2 separate regions of the Mus musculus genome follow, and region 2 is linked to region 1. The links are chromatin contacts, called in public Hi-C maps. All regions are on one chromosome and are shown on one strand. The core of a region is the stretch at or near the end of the contact, and the rest is flanking DNA. Distances in the headings are between cores, read along the strand shown.

Region 1 (4,258 bases), core at 1,546-4,045:
TGTGTGTGTGCGCGCACGCTGGCACATGCCTGTGGAGGTCAGAGGTTGACCTCTGTGATCCTTTCTCACGTGAGGTCTACCTTGTTTTATGAGACAGGGTCTCTCCCCCATTTGCCCTCGAGCTCCTCAATTGGCTAGCCTGGCTGGCCAGGGAGTACCAGAGAGCACCAGGGAGCACCTACCTGTCTCCGCCCCAGTACAGCAGTTACCAGGACACACAGCAAGCCCAGCTTTTTTTTTTTTAATGTGACTTCTGAAGATGGAACTCAAATCCTTGTGCTTACGCTATATTGGCTGAGCCGTGTCCCCAACCTCCCAGCCACACAAAATAAATATTTTTACATATCAAATTTTTTACATATCAAAAAAAATGGGAGGGAGCACCTAGGAGTAGAAAATGAGTTTCCTTTATACAAGCCTCAGCACAAAGGAATAAATGAAATAAAATTTAAAGGTAATGTCTTGTAGAGGTGTACTCGGTCACTCACTCCAGAAATCATAGAGCGCCTCGTGAAATGGACATTGATGTTTTGATGGTATACGGTCACTTTCGTCTGTGGAGGACTAAGTCAATGTACTTCGGGGATGTAAGCGAAGGTACTGGGACAAGTTTTCCCGCTGCCTCTAAAACACTCACCAGTGGGTGGGGCACTGTGCTAGGAGGAATGGAAGACTAGGAAGGGGGTGGGGGGAGACCCAGCCTGCGTGCTTTCCTTTGGTAAAGCTCTCTGTGCCTCTCCTGGAACCTGAGGGCTACTGGTTAGACTCCTCCTCCTTCTCGCTCTCCACCTTTCACTGTTTCAGTTCCAGTTCTACAGATTCTGCTTAAAATACTTATTTTAGAACAGGTCTTTTTTTTTTTTTTTTTTTTTTTTTTGAGTGTCTTCCTTTTCAAGGAACCTGAGGGCAGATTGTTCTAGAACACAGGTGTTCAGCCTAAGGGAAGCTCTCCTCACTCTCCAGGATGTTTGGCTGTGCAGAAAGGCTTTTTTTTTTCTTTAATTGTCTTGACTGTTACAGCAGCAACTGATATCTAGTGTGGCCTTTAACACAGAGGATGGGTTCTGCTCGCACCACCAAGAAGAACCCTCCATCCCATAATGTTCAGGATGCCAAAAGTAGAATCCTGGGTGTAGAAGCAGGGGTAGAAATGGGGAAGGGGAAAGAGCATGAAGAACATTGCTTATGAGCCTAAGATGTCTGTGGTACCTCCTACCTGGAAACAACAGGATGACGTCCGCCTCTTTTGGTGCTAGGTCCCTTCATTCTCCCGGCTACTCTAATACACTTTAATTCTGAGTGTCTGGCTTCAGCATTAGGCCACTGCACAATACGTAAGATACAGGGGAAGCTGGAGGGCCCATTGAATCCTGAGGCACAAGCGCAAGAAGATAAGGTTTGGAAAAGACTCAAACCCTTGACTTAATTTATTAGCAACAGGCTCATCTGCATACAGCATCCGGGAACAAAGCGAACTTCCCCTTGGAATCTTTTGTTTCCAGATCAGTGAGAAGCAAAGGCTATGGCTGACCCCTTAGAAGATAGGCCATTTAAAACACAAACGGAAGCACACACTTAGGAGTCCTGTACGCATCCTATGAAGGGCAAGAGAGCCTTTATGAGGAATAGCCAAGTATGACTTTGTGTTTTTTAAATGTTCGTCTCCCTGTAAAACAAGAACTCAGAGAGTCCGAAACCCTGCAATTTCTGAGTCTTCTGGAAACATCGACACTAGGCCTCTTAGCACTGGAAAGATGGTTGTCTGGCGCCAAGATCAGTTCCACCCCAAAGGAACTGTTTTTGCAGTGTTTCAGCCACAACCGGGAGAGTTCACTGAACACCGAGCTTTGTGTCGCTCAAATCCTGATCCAGGTTTCTTCCACAAAACACCGAGAGCACACAGCCTGGCCGGAAGCAGGAGCTAGGAGAGAAGTGTTGGAGTCCGGCGCTCCAAGGTAGAAGCGCTTCAGATGCTAACCCAGGAAGTCTGAGGTGCCTGTGTGCTGTAGCAGTCCCCTTAAAATGTCCCGGGGCTTAGTTTTGCAGTAATCTCTTTCCGGGGCTCTGAAGCGTCATGGCAATTCTTACACTAACACAGGAGTGCTTTAGTGAAATAGAGACACCCAAGGAAGCAATCGAAGCAAGCTCCTCCCCCTGGTCCCCTTTATCACTCCATCCTCACTCTGGTCCCCCCCCCCCCCCCCCCCGTTTCTAACTCCACCTTGCCCAGTCCCTTCTGGTGTCCCAGGGGCCAGCGAGAGGAGAGTCTCCAAGAAGTCTGCAGAAGCTAATACATTCTCTGATACACTGTATGTTTCCCTTCCTTAGTTTGCGGTTTAACCCACCAGCGGCAATCCTCTCCTGAACAAGACAACATGGCAGACATCAACTAAATAGTTTTGTTAGAAACAAGAAAACAACAAATTCAAGATGAAAAGTTATTTAAATCTCTAGGTCTCCCTTTTTTCCTCTCAAACACAAGGAGAACTTGGGAAGCGGGGGGGGGGGGGGGGGGGGGGGGGGGGGTTCTCTTTTTTCCCTACAGTCCCAGGTTGCTAGTTGCTATTCAGTACTGGCCTGATCCAACAGAAAAAGGAAAAAGAAAAGAAAGAAAGTTGCCCAACCGGTTTGGCTGCTTCGGCCGGCTGGAGAGATGTCAGCCGCAGCTTATCTCTGTGCGCTACAGCTTGGGCATTCTTCTAAGTAAACGGTCACCATTTCAATGCTATCCCATCCTTTCTACTGTGAGCTTTGAATTCGACTGTCTTCAGATTAAGCCGCCTCCATGGCAACAGGCTGGCCACACTGCCCTGTCCACCCCCACCAGACCTTTCTGTGGCCACAGGGAAGGGGCGGGGGAGTACTTGGCGACACTCGCCAACGAGACCTTGGCTCTCTTTTCAGATCGTAACCGAATTGAGAAACGTACTCTGGGTCCCGGTGGATCGGGACTTTTCTCGTCCCCTGCACACGGTGAATTCGACACCCACTCGCGCGCATCTATCTCTGCATTCAGCAAGTGGATCAGGGCTCTCCCTCTCGAGCCTTTCTGCTCCAACGCTCGCTATAAACAAAGCGCAGAGGAAGTCAAATCAAACTTTCCCTGGCTCCTTTTCTTCTCCCAGTTCAGACTGAGCCAACTTTCTTTGGATGCCTTTTAAAGGCCGTTCCTAACTCAAAGGCGGAACCCTGTTGCTTTTATTTTTATTTTTCCTTTTTCTTCTTTATCTGTAATATCAAAGCTTTCCCCCAATAGTGTGCTCACCCACGCCCAAAGCAGCATTGCTCTGGAAGTTAGGAACAATAATAAGAAGCTGTTAGGTGAGAGTGTTTAAACCAAATGATTCCTTTATCATTACACACTTGCCAAACTGCCTTTCCCTCCTGCAGTCTCCGGGCTAAAATACAAACAAGAGAGCAGTAACAGCCTTTGCTCCGACAATAGCTGAACCTCGATGGGCACTTCCAGAGTGCCAGTTAGCAGCCAAGGGGAGGGGTTAACAGTGATTCAATTAAGGTTGTCCGCGCAAGACATACTCCAGACAGAATGGAGTCGGCTTATCTGTCTCATCTGCGGATACTACTGTAAAAATCACATATAATTAGGCCCTGCCTGGAGTGGAAACTACTGGAAGTGTTATCATTAGCTTGGAAGATTTCATCTCTGGGTTTCTCCGAGGGCCCTGGGAATGAACATTTTAGAACCAGAGGCACCTGATAAGTCGGGGAACATACTTAATGAAACCGTTCCTGCCACCCAGTTAAAAAAAAAAATGCCCTCAGTGGACAGAAGCGAGAGAGGAGAGATACGCAATTCGTGGCCGGAGGAGGCTGCTTTCCTTGTGTCCTTATGTTAATTCTTGCCAGCACGACCATGGCGTGCTTCACCTTGCTTGCCTTTGCTGATCTCATCTACACACAGGTGGGTGATCAGTTTTTTGGCACAGACCTACCCTGTCATAAAATGTATGAAAGCCGTAAACAAGGCCAGGCTACTTCCTGAGTCTCTGGTCTCTCTTCTGCTATGCGGATTGGAAACCACATGGACAAGCCAGGCATAGGGGGCCCTGCCTCGAATGCTAACATTTAAGAGGCAGAGGCAGGGGGATCTCAGATTTGAAGCTGGCTTGTGCTATATAATGAGACCAAAACCACAAGTGGGAAAACAAGCTTGGCTGGCATAGAGAGAAAGGTCTTACTTGATCCATGTGTGACTCACGTTAGGTTCTCGGTAAAAGAAAGTACAGCCAAGCTAGAA
Region 2 (4,078 bases), core at 119-2,618, 210 kb before region 1:
CATATATTATAAAATGTATGTTTCACAGAAACACAAGAGACTACATGAACTTATAGTGCATGCCGTATACACGACAGTGCATATTAACATTGATCTAGTGGATTTCATATAAATTATTGCATATATGCAGTTTTTGTTTGTTTGTTAGCACGACCTCTTAGGGGAAATTCGAGACGACAGTATTGGAGCACAAATCACAAATTTGCAAAAGCCTTTCCAGAAGCAGACAGGTGTTTACGGAAGACTTTGCTATTGCTTGGGTCACAGTAACCTTCGGTCAGGTGACTGGAAAGCCGAGGAGGAAAGTCTCTGCCTCCTGCCTGGTTGCTGGCGCTTGGCATTGGAACAGCAGGAAACAATATGAGTCACTTTAAATCAGTGAAGACCAATTTCCTTTCCAGAATTAGGAAAGTGAGCTCTAATCTATCCAGATACAAAAGCAAGGGTGCATCTGTGGCTAACTCTGCCTGCTTTAGGGAGAAAGTGGGGGCGCTTAGGAATCGGTGGGTGCCTCTGCTCTGCGAAGGGTGGGCGGTGTGCAAGAAGGAAAGGCTTAAGGGGACATTGGGAAGCACTCCAAAGGAACCAAGCCATGCCCTCAAGGCACTCCACAGTCTCCCGCAGAACTAAAGCCACTAGCATCCTTTGTTGAGGACATACACCTGTGTACGTGCATTCATTTATTCGGTTCCCTAACAACCCAACCCGAAGCATCGAGGAATCTGGTAAGGAAATTCTGCAAATCGCATTGGGCTTTCTTGCCTAGCTTAAGACCCTGGGTAAGAAAATTATCTCCGCCCCCCCCCCCCCCCCACTTGTTGGTATATCCTAGTAAGTTTCAAATCCTCTCTTCCTTCAGAGGCTCAAAAAGGCAACATTCATCCAAAGGAAGTCCAGCTCAGGCTACGAAAACTTGTCTCCCGGGATGTTGGGAGGCAGGCTCGCTCTCCACTCTCTTGGCAAGCGCGGGCGGTCTTCCGCACTGTCCTCAGGAACCTTGCCCGCCCTGAGTGGCGATTGTGCAAGCGCAGCCTTGGGCTCCTGCAAGGCCGGCTGCAACCTGCAGGAGGAGGGAGAGGAGGCGTGCTCGCAGCGCACCCGCTGAACCCTGGGCTCGACTCGCCTTTCTCAGGTTATCTCCGGGGTGGAGTCCACCACGGTGCGTCCGCCGGGCCAGCAGCGTGTCGGTCACCCGAGGCCCCGGCGCCCTCACTCACCTCGCTGACTCCATCCTCTTTCCACACCCGCCCCCCGCGTCCCTCCCATCCTTGCCAGTCGGTCCCCCTCCGCCCTTATTCAGCGTGCTCATTGGCCACCTCCAGCATGCCCTGTTCCCATAAATACGAGGTCCCTAAGCCCGGGAGCTCGGGGAGGCACAAGGAGGTACATCAGACCTGGCGGCATCCCTTCGACCCTCCTTGACCCCTCGTGGCTTTAGACCTTAGAAGTCAAATTTGCAAAGCCACAGAGTACTCGGGCCAAACCCCGGCCGCTCTTCCCCAGCCACTGTGGCCAGCTCAGGGCAGGGACCTGCGCCCTAAACAACTGCACCTTGCAGCATCCCTGGGCATCTGCCTCTTCCAAGTCCATCCTGTTGTACAGTATTTTACCACACCCGCGGCTTCTGTTTGCCTCTCTTCCCCAAATCGCCAAAACTTCAGAACCCAACAGCACTTCCGAAATACCTTACCCATTTCAGTCCCTACTGCTCCTCGAGTGTCACGGGTCGCCTGCTACTATGAGCTGCCCCATTGACAAAAGGCGCCCCCTGATCGCTTTCCTGCGCCGGCTGCGGGACCTCGGGCAACCCCCAAGGTCCGTGACATCCAAGGCGCACGTGAAGCGTGCGCCAAAAGAGGTGCCCCTCTGCCCGCTGATGACCGACGGTGAGACTCGGAACGTCACCTCCTTACCTGGACCCACCAACTGGCCACTGCTGGGCAGCCTACTGGAGATTTTTTGGAAAGGTGGCCTGAAGAAACAGCACGACACACTGGTAAATAGTTTGTTTCCTAATCACCTATTGTCCCCTGTTCCCTATTCCTTCCGGTCGGGGTGGCAGGGGGAGCTCAGGTCAGCAGCTCGAGGCAGAAGCGCCCGGGGCACCTGAGGATGCGCGCTGATGGCATTTGGCCCGCCCCGCTGCAGGCAGAGTACCACAAGAAGTATGGCCAGATTTTCCGGATGAAGCTGGGCTCCTTCGACTCGGTGCATCTGGGCTCGCCGAGCCTGCTGGAAGCTCTGTACCGCACAGAGAGCGCGCATCCCCAGCGGCTAGAGATCAAACCCTGGAAAGCCTATCGGGACCATCGCAACGAAGCCTACGGGCTGATGATCCTGTGAGTCAGTCCCCTCTGCTGGACGGAGACGATGGGAGGCTGGACGTGCGGGACAGTGGGGAAGGGGAGTCGTTAGAGTTCCCTGGGACGTATGGACAACGAATATAAAGCCCCTGCTCTACCTAGAGCTGGTGCCATCCTGAAATTGTGCTGTAGAGAGTGGGTTCCCCTCACAAGCTATTCAGTGAAGGGATGCACACATGCTGCCTCCCCCAACAGGACACATCAAAAGCACCATGCCCGCTTTATTTGGGCTTCACCTTCCAGGTGTCGTCTTGGGCAAGACTTAACCCTAACGTCAAACCAAATATTTTAACGTTGTTTGACAATTTTATACGTGTTTATAATGTATTTCCGGTCGCATTCATCACTCAGTGCCCTCTCTGATACTCCCACCCACTCCTATTGAGATTCTCCCTTGTCCCAACAATTCTCTCTCCTATTTTCATGTTGTTTTTATTTTGTGTTTATAACTCCCTGAGTTTGCTCGCATGACCATAGGTGGGGGTCATTTAGAGCACAGACATCTTGTCAGAGCCTACACCACTGAGGAAAATAACTACCATAAACTATCAGCTCACGGAGAGACACAGTGAGCCTCTTTCGGGTCAGTGATGGCTGATGGCGGCCGCGAATATTCATTGAGAGCTAAGATTCCTGAGACTTTTCCAGGCGATCTTCAGGGTTAGTTTTTGCGCTCCCCGAATCACTGCGCAGCCTCTTTCGTGGTGCTCTAAGCATACCCCTTCTCTGCAGGGAAGGACAGGAGTGGCAGCGGGTCCGCAGCGCCTTCCAAAAGAAACTCATGAAGCCCGTGGAAATCATGAAGCTGGACAAGAAAATCAATGAGGTTTGTGCACTGGGGCCAGCTTTCCTGCGGCTCTCTGCGACAGAGAGCTGTTAACCGGGGGACTTTGGGTCACAGCTCTAAATACAAAGGGAAAAGAATTGTGGATCATGGGTGGTTGAAGGGAGATGCTGTCTCTCTCCGCCTTTCATTCCTTCCTCTTCCCGCAAACTCATCTGCTCCAAATCCTAAAGTAATCCCACCGAGGGAACAGTTACAAGCTTCCTGGGCAGTTCCAAGGCTTCCACCAGCTAGCAGTGAGACCGGGCTGTGTTATTTAACTTCTCGAAGCCGATTTCCCAGTCTTTAGAGCCCCTAGTCTACAGTACTGAATGTGATGCCTGCTTCTAAGAGCCCTAGGCGGCAACACTTGAGGCGGGGACAGGGGTGGCAGGAGCGGGGAGGCTTTGCATTTGTAATAGGAATACAGTGGTAAAGAATCTGGGCGCGGGGTGGGGGATGGGGGCATGTTCCTGTAGAGACCGGTCTTCTGAAAACGTAGAGGAATAAAATGGCATGATGTGTCCAGAGATTTTGTACTCCGTGCTGATGTATGATTCTAAAAAGATTCTGGACCTTACCCGCCCCACCCCCCATCCCCACCATCCCCCTATGCCTGCTTTTCTAGTAAAGTGACAGATTCAGAGTACTTTCAAAGTGCATTACATAAGCAAACTAAACATGCTCCTCTGTTACCTGCCGGCTTTATGAGCCTACATCACACACACATACACACACACACACACACACACACACACACATGCGCACACACGTGCACACACTCACACACACATATACACAAAACAATTGCCAGGGACACTCTTTTTTTTTTTTTTTTTTTTTTTTTTTTTTGGTCTTTCGAGACAGGGTTTCTCTGTGTAGCCCTGGCTGT

The links. Hi-C and Micro-C count contacts between places; a contact is called where the count stands out from the background.
Region 2: a Hi-C map of stem cell-derived neural progenitor cells shows a contact between it and region 1, with 4 times the contacts expected there. The contact joins the promoter of Cyp24a1 here to the enhancer-like site in region 1. A contact is called at or near these places in 5 of 484 Hi-C or Micro-C datasets (the G1E-ER4 cell line, nephron progenitors and stem cell-derived neural progenitor cells) and 2 of 115 datasets of contacts at active chromatin or transcription factors (embryonic stem cells and pancreatic cancer cells).

Annotation. Positions count from the first base shown.
Region 1 is chr2:170,286,183-170,290,440 of GRCm38.p6, reverse strand. No RefSeq gene overlaps it. Among named protein-coding and RNA genes, the nearest start is that of Gm34542, 31 kb to the left of the region's middle. Within about 2 kb of position 2,795, at least 141 of the 459 cell types and tissues checked have an H3K27ac peak or open chromatin away from gene starts, as enhancers often do. A contact at or near this core is called in nephron progenitors and stem cell-derived neural progenitor cells, where this site is marked.
Region 2 is chr2:170,494,435-170,498,512 of GRCm38.p6, reverse strand. Cyp24a1 (cytochrome P450, family 24, subfamily a, polypeptide 1) reads left to right here and starts at 1,368. Exons shown (of 12, transcript NM_009996.4): 1 at 1,368-1,996; 2 at 2,149-2,339; 3 at 3,096-3,189. The coding sequence starts at 1,739. It also overlaps a transcript of Pfdn4 not described here.